2 separate regions of the Larimichthys crocea genome follow, and region 2 is linked to region 1. The links are chromatin contacts, called in public Hi-C maps. All regions are on one chromosome and are shown on one strand. The core of a region is the stretch at or near the end of the contact, and the rest is flanking DNA. Distances in the headings are between cores, read along the strand shown. Region 1 holds the start of cyp4v2a (cytochrome P450, family 4, subfamily V, member 2a). Region 2 holds the start of mtnr1aa (melatonin receptor 1A a).

What was found. A called contact is a pair of places that touch in the nucleus more often than the background predicts.
Region 2: a Hi-C map of muscle shows a contact between it and region 1, with 3 times the contacts expected there. The contact joins the promoter of mtnr1aa here to the promoter of cyp4v2a in region 1. A contact is called at or near these places in 3 of 7 Hi-C or Micro-C datasets (all in muscle).

The regions. Positions count from the first base shown.
Region 1 is chrX:26,745,508-26,749,146 of L_crocea_2.0, reverse strand. It overlaps cyp4v2a (cytochrome P450, family 4, subfamily V, member 2a), which reads right to left and starts at 1,623. Exons shown (of 11, transcript XM_010729301.3): 1 at 1,358-1,623; 2 at 1,093-1,205; 3 at 739-824. The coding sequence starts at 1,553.
Region 2 is chrX:26,913,527-26,916,789 of L_crocea_2.0, reverse strand. It overlaps mtnr1aa (melatonin receptor 1A a), which reads left to right and starts at 1,578. Exons shown (of 2, transcript XM_010729290.3): 1 at 1,578-2,079. The coding sequence starts at 1,896.

The DNA.
Region 1 (3,639 bases), core at 374-2,873:
TAGTATAGGTTAATGTTAATTTTAATGTATGTTCTATCTATTTATCTGGTACCCAACCTGGTCCCAATCCCCAGCAGGGGTCACCAAAACTTCACGGAAGGATTGTGAGGCTTTGTTGATTTTAATTTTAGGTGTAAGAAAATGTAAAAATATACATAACTGTATATATATATATATATATATATATATATTGTATATGTAGTGTATATGTAGTGTATATAAGTTGGACATATCTCAGCAGCACTTTAATTTTTGTTTAGAAATAAACATAAAAATAATCACATGACTGATGTAGTGTTGGGTCCTCAGTGAGTACTCTAATAATTCTTAACAAAAATATAATTGTATTATATATTTCTGACTATATCACTTTTTTATTGTCATTACAAACCATGTATTTGATATGTTTTTGTTAGTTAGTTTGGTTTAAAGATCATGAATGTATCAGGACAACTCATCTCTGAAGAAATATTCAATTCATCCCTTCACCATTTCTGTTAATTGTACACTTTATCAGTTGCTCTGTGCCATGATAGAAAGGGTACCTCAAGGAAAAAGGCTGCGAACCAGTGGTCTACAGTATATCTGCGACATAGTGATAGTCTTATATATATATATTTATTTGACCAAAGCCATCGTTACCTGATTTCGAATGCTTTGACATTTTGGATGTTTTTAATTTTTTTGTTTGTTTGGCTGTTATAGTTTATTGTGTAGAGGAGACCCACAGATACATACCTGGTAAGAAGACCAGTGCCAAGCCAAGGGTGGAGGAAACTGTATATTAAGGCTTTTTCTATATGAATAGGGTTGTTCAGAACCGGCTACAGAAGGAAAATAAATAAACAAATGAGTTATCAATTAAATAGTTCAAGCTTAAACTGCTGAAAGGTTTTTTGTTCAACAATGGAATGGTGAGGTGCAGGACATGATGTGACACGGTTGTCACATGCTTCAGTATTTGGTTGTTGTAGCCGTCTGTAAAACACTTCACTGAATCTGAATAAAAATACTGTGTACTCCTGTTAACTCACGAAGATGAGTGCATCAAAGACATATATTCAAGATTTATTTCTACCGTATGCACATTACCTCAACAGTTTCAGCATGAAACAGAACCAGAAATGGAACTGTTCCCAGCCAGAATTTAAGCAGCGGTACATTAGAGTACTCAGTGGTAATTTCCACAATTTGTTTAAAGAAATCTGTAAAATAAAAATCAGACAATAATGGTGCAGGCAATTACATCAATTTTCAGTCAAAATAAAATGTTGTTGACTTTGATTGTGCCTCATGGTCTAGGCCTTGACAATTTATAAATCAGCCTCCTGTAGTAGCATGCTGAATGTTTTCTTACCTCCTGCATTTGTTTTGAACTGCAGTGCATTTCCAATGAAGGGATATGTTCCCTCCAGCTCTGGAATAGGCTTCATCTGAAACCATTTGTGCACGTAACTGCTGAGCAGCAGCTTGTAGGTGATGTAGGTCAGAGCAGCAATGAAAAGGCTTACTCCAATTAAAGGTATTGAGTAACTACCAGCTAAAACTGCCATCTTTGTTGCTGTGTGTATGCGCACTGTATGTGTGTACTGAAGCAGCAGTACCAGGGTGTTTTGTCACGCCTTCACTATCAATGTGATGTGAATTCTCTGCTTTTGCTCCTCCTTTTTTCTGCAGCCAATCCCCTGATAGCTTGCTAGGTTAAAGGTCCCCACTGTATTTATTGTCATTTATCGTACTCGATCATGTTATATAATACTTTAAAAGCAAGAAGGGGATATATGTCCTGGGAGATAAATAAACATGATTACCTAGTTCACCTGCCCTGAACAAGACCTTTGTCCTTCTATCCTTGTTTGGTATTTGTCTTCATACAGCCACGTCCACTGTGACTGGCTAATAAATAACCTCCTTATCTCAGTGACAGATACATTTTATGATTATAACAGGTTTTCACTGTTGTGAAATGAATGTAAATAATATGTGAGATATCACACTCATTCATTCTTCCTACATAAACACTTGTTGTGAAGGACTGGAGCCAATCCCAGTTAACATAGAACAGAAGAGGCAGGTTCACCCAGGACAGGTCTGATATCACAGTTTTCATTAAATCTCAGGCATTTTAGTCTTTATTTGAAAGACTTTTATAGAATTTTTAGTCATATAACATATATGCTATTTCTTGAAGGAACGTGGCCTCATTCAAGTTTCTAATTAGTAACTGTGGATTGTGTAAATTGTATTGAAGTTCTATAAGCTCATGTTTCTATTGGGAATGTGCAGTCACCAAACAATTATTTTGTTACATAATAATGCTTTGTACTAAATTCTGTTTTGTACTGTGTAAATTCTTTCCATTGAACTGATCACTGCATTACTAACTACAGGTACTTCCTTCAGCAGATCAATCTGTTTTAATCTTGATGGCAAACCAGTCGCCGTCCGACCTGGCATGGAGATCTGATTATCCACATATTTGATTTGGCAGAGCCATTTTTACACCATGCCCTCCATGATGCAACCCTAACCCTAACTGGATCAAACCCCCAACTCTGTTATCATTTGGCAACATGATCTACCACCAGAATCACAGTTGCCGCAAGTGAAAAAAGAATTACTTAAAGCTGCACTAGTTAGTATTTTTATAAATTTATATTTATATATATATTTTATTGATTAAATGACAATTTGAAATGAGAAAGGAGCTGGTCACAGTGATGACCCACAGAGCATTATCACCAAACTCTGCAGTTCACCTTAGTTCTCCTCCATAGAGCGTTTGGGTCATTCACATCACTGTCATCAACCTTGATTTAAGCAGCAGCAGGCAGCTATTTTCTGTTTGCAGCCTAAAATTTCTGAGTCGCTTAACCTAATTGGTAGCACCATAAACCATTAACTTAGTAGAGCATTTAGCAACTAAATAGTATATATTTGAAGAGATAAGAGTTGGCCAAAAAACAAAATACAGAGGGAATATTAAAGTCCTTGGGTGGTCAGAAACCAGATCAATACTAATGTTACTCTGTGTCTGCTGGATGTGTACTGCCTGAGAGCTTTAAAATCTTAAAATAATGTGTTGTTTTTCCAACATTATGCAGGGACATGATACCACAGCAACCTCTATGAGTCCTTCATCTGCTGGGCTCACACCCTAAGGTTTCAGGAGATGTTCAGTAACATTAACCTGTCCTCTTCCCTGTCACTGCACCGCACATCTTCTAACATTCATAGCATTTTTTATTCCTGAATGCCATTTGACTTTGCCTGATCAGACAGATTTGTCAACCAATCAGTTGGACATTGCCACCACTCTAACCGATTTCCATGTGAGAAACCATCACTGGAGATCAACATATCCGCCTGAATCTAATGTCATAAGTCGACATTGATGTGTAGCCACGCCAACATACTGGTTTTGAGTGCGGACCAAAGTAAAAAATCCTGCCTGCAGTCCGCATTGGACAATCACTTTTTCAACCAAGAGACCACTGTTTCATGTCGTGATGCCAAACCAGAATCAGCCGATTCAAAGATCTCGACTCAGGGAATATTTCATTAGGCTCATTTGTCTTTGCCTTTCACTCTTAAACATACATTTTATCGAAAACATCCCATGACATGCCACTTAAACAA
Region 2 (3,263 bases), core at 329-2,828, 170 kb before region 1:
AGATGTTCAAAGGGAAGTTCAGAAGATATTTTTGAACTATTCTTTTTTTTTTTTTATTCCAAAGTTGCATTACTGAGAGCCACAGCTCCTCGTATTATCTGATGATATTTCATATCGTAATATTTATTTAGGGATTTGTTTTGGAAAAAATCCAAATAGGTCAGAGCTTTTCAGAAATTACAAGCTTAGAATTGACAGCTGCAGACGTATTTTTGAATGAATGTATGAATGTAACAAGGCCAAGTGTTTTTTTTTTTTGTTTTTTTGTTTGGCAACACAAAACAGCTCTGAATGAAATGAATGCCTTATAATAATAAGGCCGCAGTCTCTTTGTATACTTCTGTACTATACTTTCTGTGTATGTGTCACGACTACAGAGTGACTGCACATAGATAATGTCCTTTGCAGTGGCTGTGAAATATGATGATTGTTGTAAATAAGCTCAAAGCACACAGTGTGACTCAGGTCATCGACTGAAACTTCACATTTTCACAAATTGCACAAATATAAAAAATAAATTTGTGTAAAAATCGATCAGGATTGAGCGACGAGGCAGTTTTGTATCCGTGATTTATTTATTTATTTATTTTTTCAGATAATACTTCAGCTTTAGATCTCAAGATCTAAAAATAAAAAAATAGATAATAGATCTGAAAATAGATCTAAAAATGATTCAGATAATCACTTTTTGGCTAACTTGCAACTATAACCCAAAGTACTTCCCAATCACTGATGAGGCTTCACAACTATGCACTGCTTCATTTTTAATTCATCCTGTAATAAAAAGGGCAACAGAGCTAACTCATTAGGATGACTTGAGTTCTGTCACATTAGACAGGTTAATCGATAGTCTCTCTCAAATGTGATATTTCTGCAGCATCCTCCAATTTGCAATAAAAAAAAACTGTAAATGTGAGTTTTCATCATTTATTATGACAAACTGTCATTTCCTGAGACCGCTCAATAGGCTGCAGAAGTGTGTCCATGTGTGTGTGTGTGTGTGCGTGCGTGTGTGTGTGTGTGTGTGTGTAGAGGGGGTGGGGGTGACCCATTTAATGTGAACATCGTTAAATAACAACAGAATTATGGAAATGCTTTGTATAGAAACTCCACCCATTGTGCTCAAACAAAACAATTTTATTAGTATTTCAGTCATTTGAGTGAAGCTATTGTTATCATTTTAAGTTATAAAAAAAAATGATTCAGTGTTATATCATATAAAAAAAAATTTTTTATGTGGGCAAAACAACCTAGCTACATCAATCTGTGAATTTAAAGACTCATTATTATGTTTCAACATTGATGTGGCTCAAAGAAGAGTTGTTGTGGGCTTTTCCCCTCCCCTGAAACATTAACATGAGAAAACATGAATGATTCTTCAAAATGATAATGAATGGGGCTGCTGAAATAAACCAAAGCGAGCCACCACAAAGCCATGAATGAACACGCATCCGGCAAACTCAAAGAAGTAGGACGCTTTCCGAGCCATTTTCATTTGCTTTTCCACCTGTCGGCCACCAGGTGACAGTGTTTCTCCCTCAAAATAAAAAGCGCTCCGCTCCTCTCCGGACTCAACATGCATCACATGCTGCGGCTTCATGTCACACATGCGTACCGACAAAGTGAATGGCACACGGGCGCATAAGTGACACCAGAGGAAACCAGAGGAAGGAGAAGACAACCAGAGCTGATTCGAGACAGCTGGAGAAAGTCCACGAAGGGGGGAAGAAGAAGAAGAAGAAGAAGGAGAAGAAGGAGAGAAGATGAAGATGAAAGGCACGGGAGGCTGTAGTATCCCAACACCGGCGCCTCCGAGATCCAGGCTTTAAGGACGCACTGGGAGTCACGGCACGTTGAAATTTGGGTCCGTCGTGAAAGTTCAGCGACTGTATACAATGGTTATAAATGGGTCTCACCTGAACAGCTCCTCGCCGGACCCCACTGACACCGTCCTGAACCGCCCGCCGTGGGTTACCACAACTTTGGGGTGCTTCCTCATCTTCACTATAGTTGTTGACATCCTGGGCAACCTTTTGGTCATCTTCTCCGTGTATCGGAACAAGAAGCTGAGGAACGCAGGTGAGTCAAAGTCAGAGGGGGGGTGAAGTGTGCGTGCGTGCGTGCGTGCGTGCGTCTGTACGTGTATGGCGACGGAGCGGCGCGCGCGTGATTAAACTCAACTCCTGTGCTTAAAAACAAAACAAAAACTCCTGTCACGTTTTTTTTTTTAATTGTAGGTCGACACAAATTTAGTTTTATGAAGTGAAAGTGCGTCCTGTTGTCATAACAAAGTATTATTGTAAGTGATAAAATATAAATATTTCGTTTTATGTCGAGTTTGTTACAAATTTGAACCTCCTGCTCCTCTCGCGAGAACACACAACCATGCCAGGTTGTTGTTGTTTTTTAAAATTGTTTCCCCCTCATTACATTACATTACATTACATTACATTGCATTACATTACATTACATTACATTGCATTTAGCAGACGCTTTTATCCAAAGCGACTTACAGAGGAGGACATAAGCTGACAAAGGTGTAAAGGAGCACAGAGTAGTTCAAACTTTTCTTATCACTACACAAACTTGTATATCTTTGCTCTGAACTCCATAACATGTATAAGTAGAGTTCTTCAGCACAGCTGCTGATGGTAACTGACAGATCAAAATAGACCTCCGCTTGCTCTAACCTACTTCTGAAGCAGACATAATTTCACTGACCTACGCCAAGTACAAGGGCAGCTAAGCAGGCTCAGAGGAGAGCAAAGCGGCGAAAGAGAAACACTATAGCAATTATTGACACAGTCTGAAGCCACAGGGAAAGCCCGGCGCTCATCCCACCACTGCTTAGATTAATGCTTCCCGGGCTTTTACCACTTTTGATGTTACTCCAGCCATGGAGATTTAATTTCATAACAATAATGACAAAAGAATTTTTATGGTATTACCAGGTCCATGATGAAACGTGTGTGTTATGGGATGTAGATTAAATTCAGCAACCCCCACCCCCTTACCTCCAGAGCTTATAATTTAATAGTCAGAGAAAAACCCAAGAGGCTCGTGTCGTGCTGAGGTATACACACACTAACTGGCAGCTACACAGTATTTCTGCTGTCATCATTTGGAGGTTGTAGTGGGGTGATTTGCTAAATACACTCCTGACATTACCATTTCACTCACCACAGAAATGTTAGGGTCAGAATAGATTTCCATCATGTGGCTAGAGAGCCGAGAGAACCCCAGCGAGGAATATTAAACGTTAT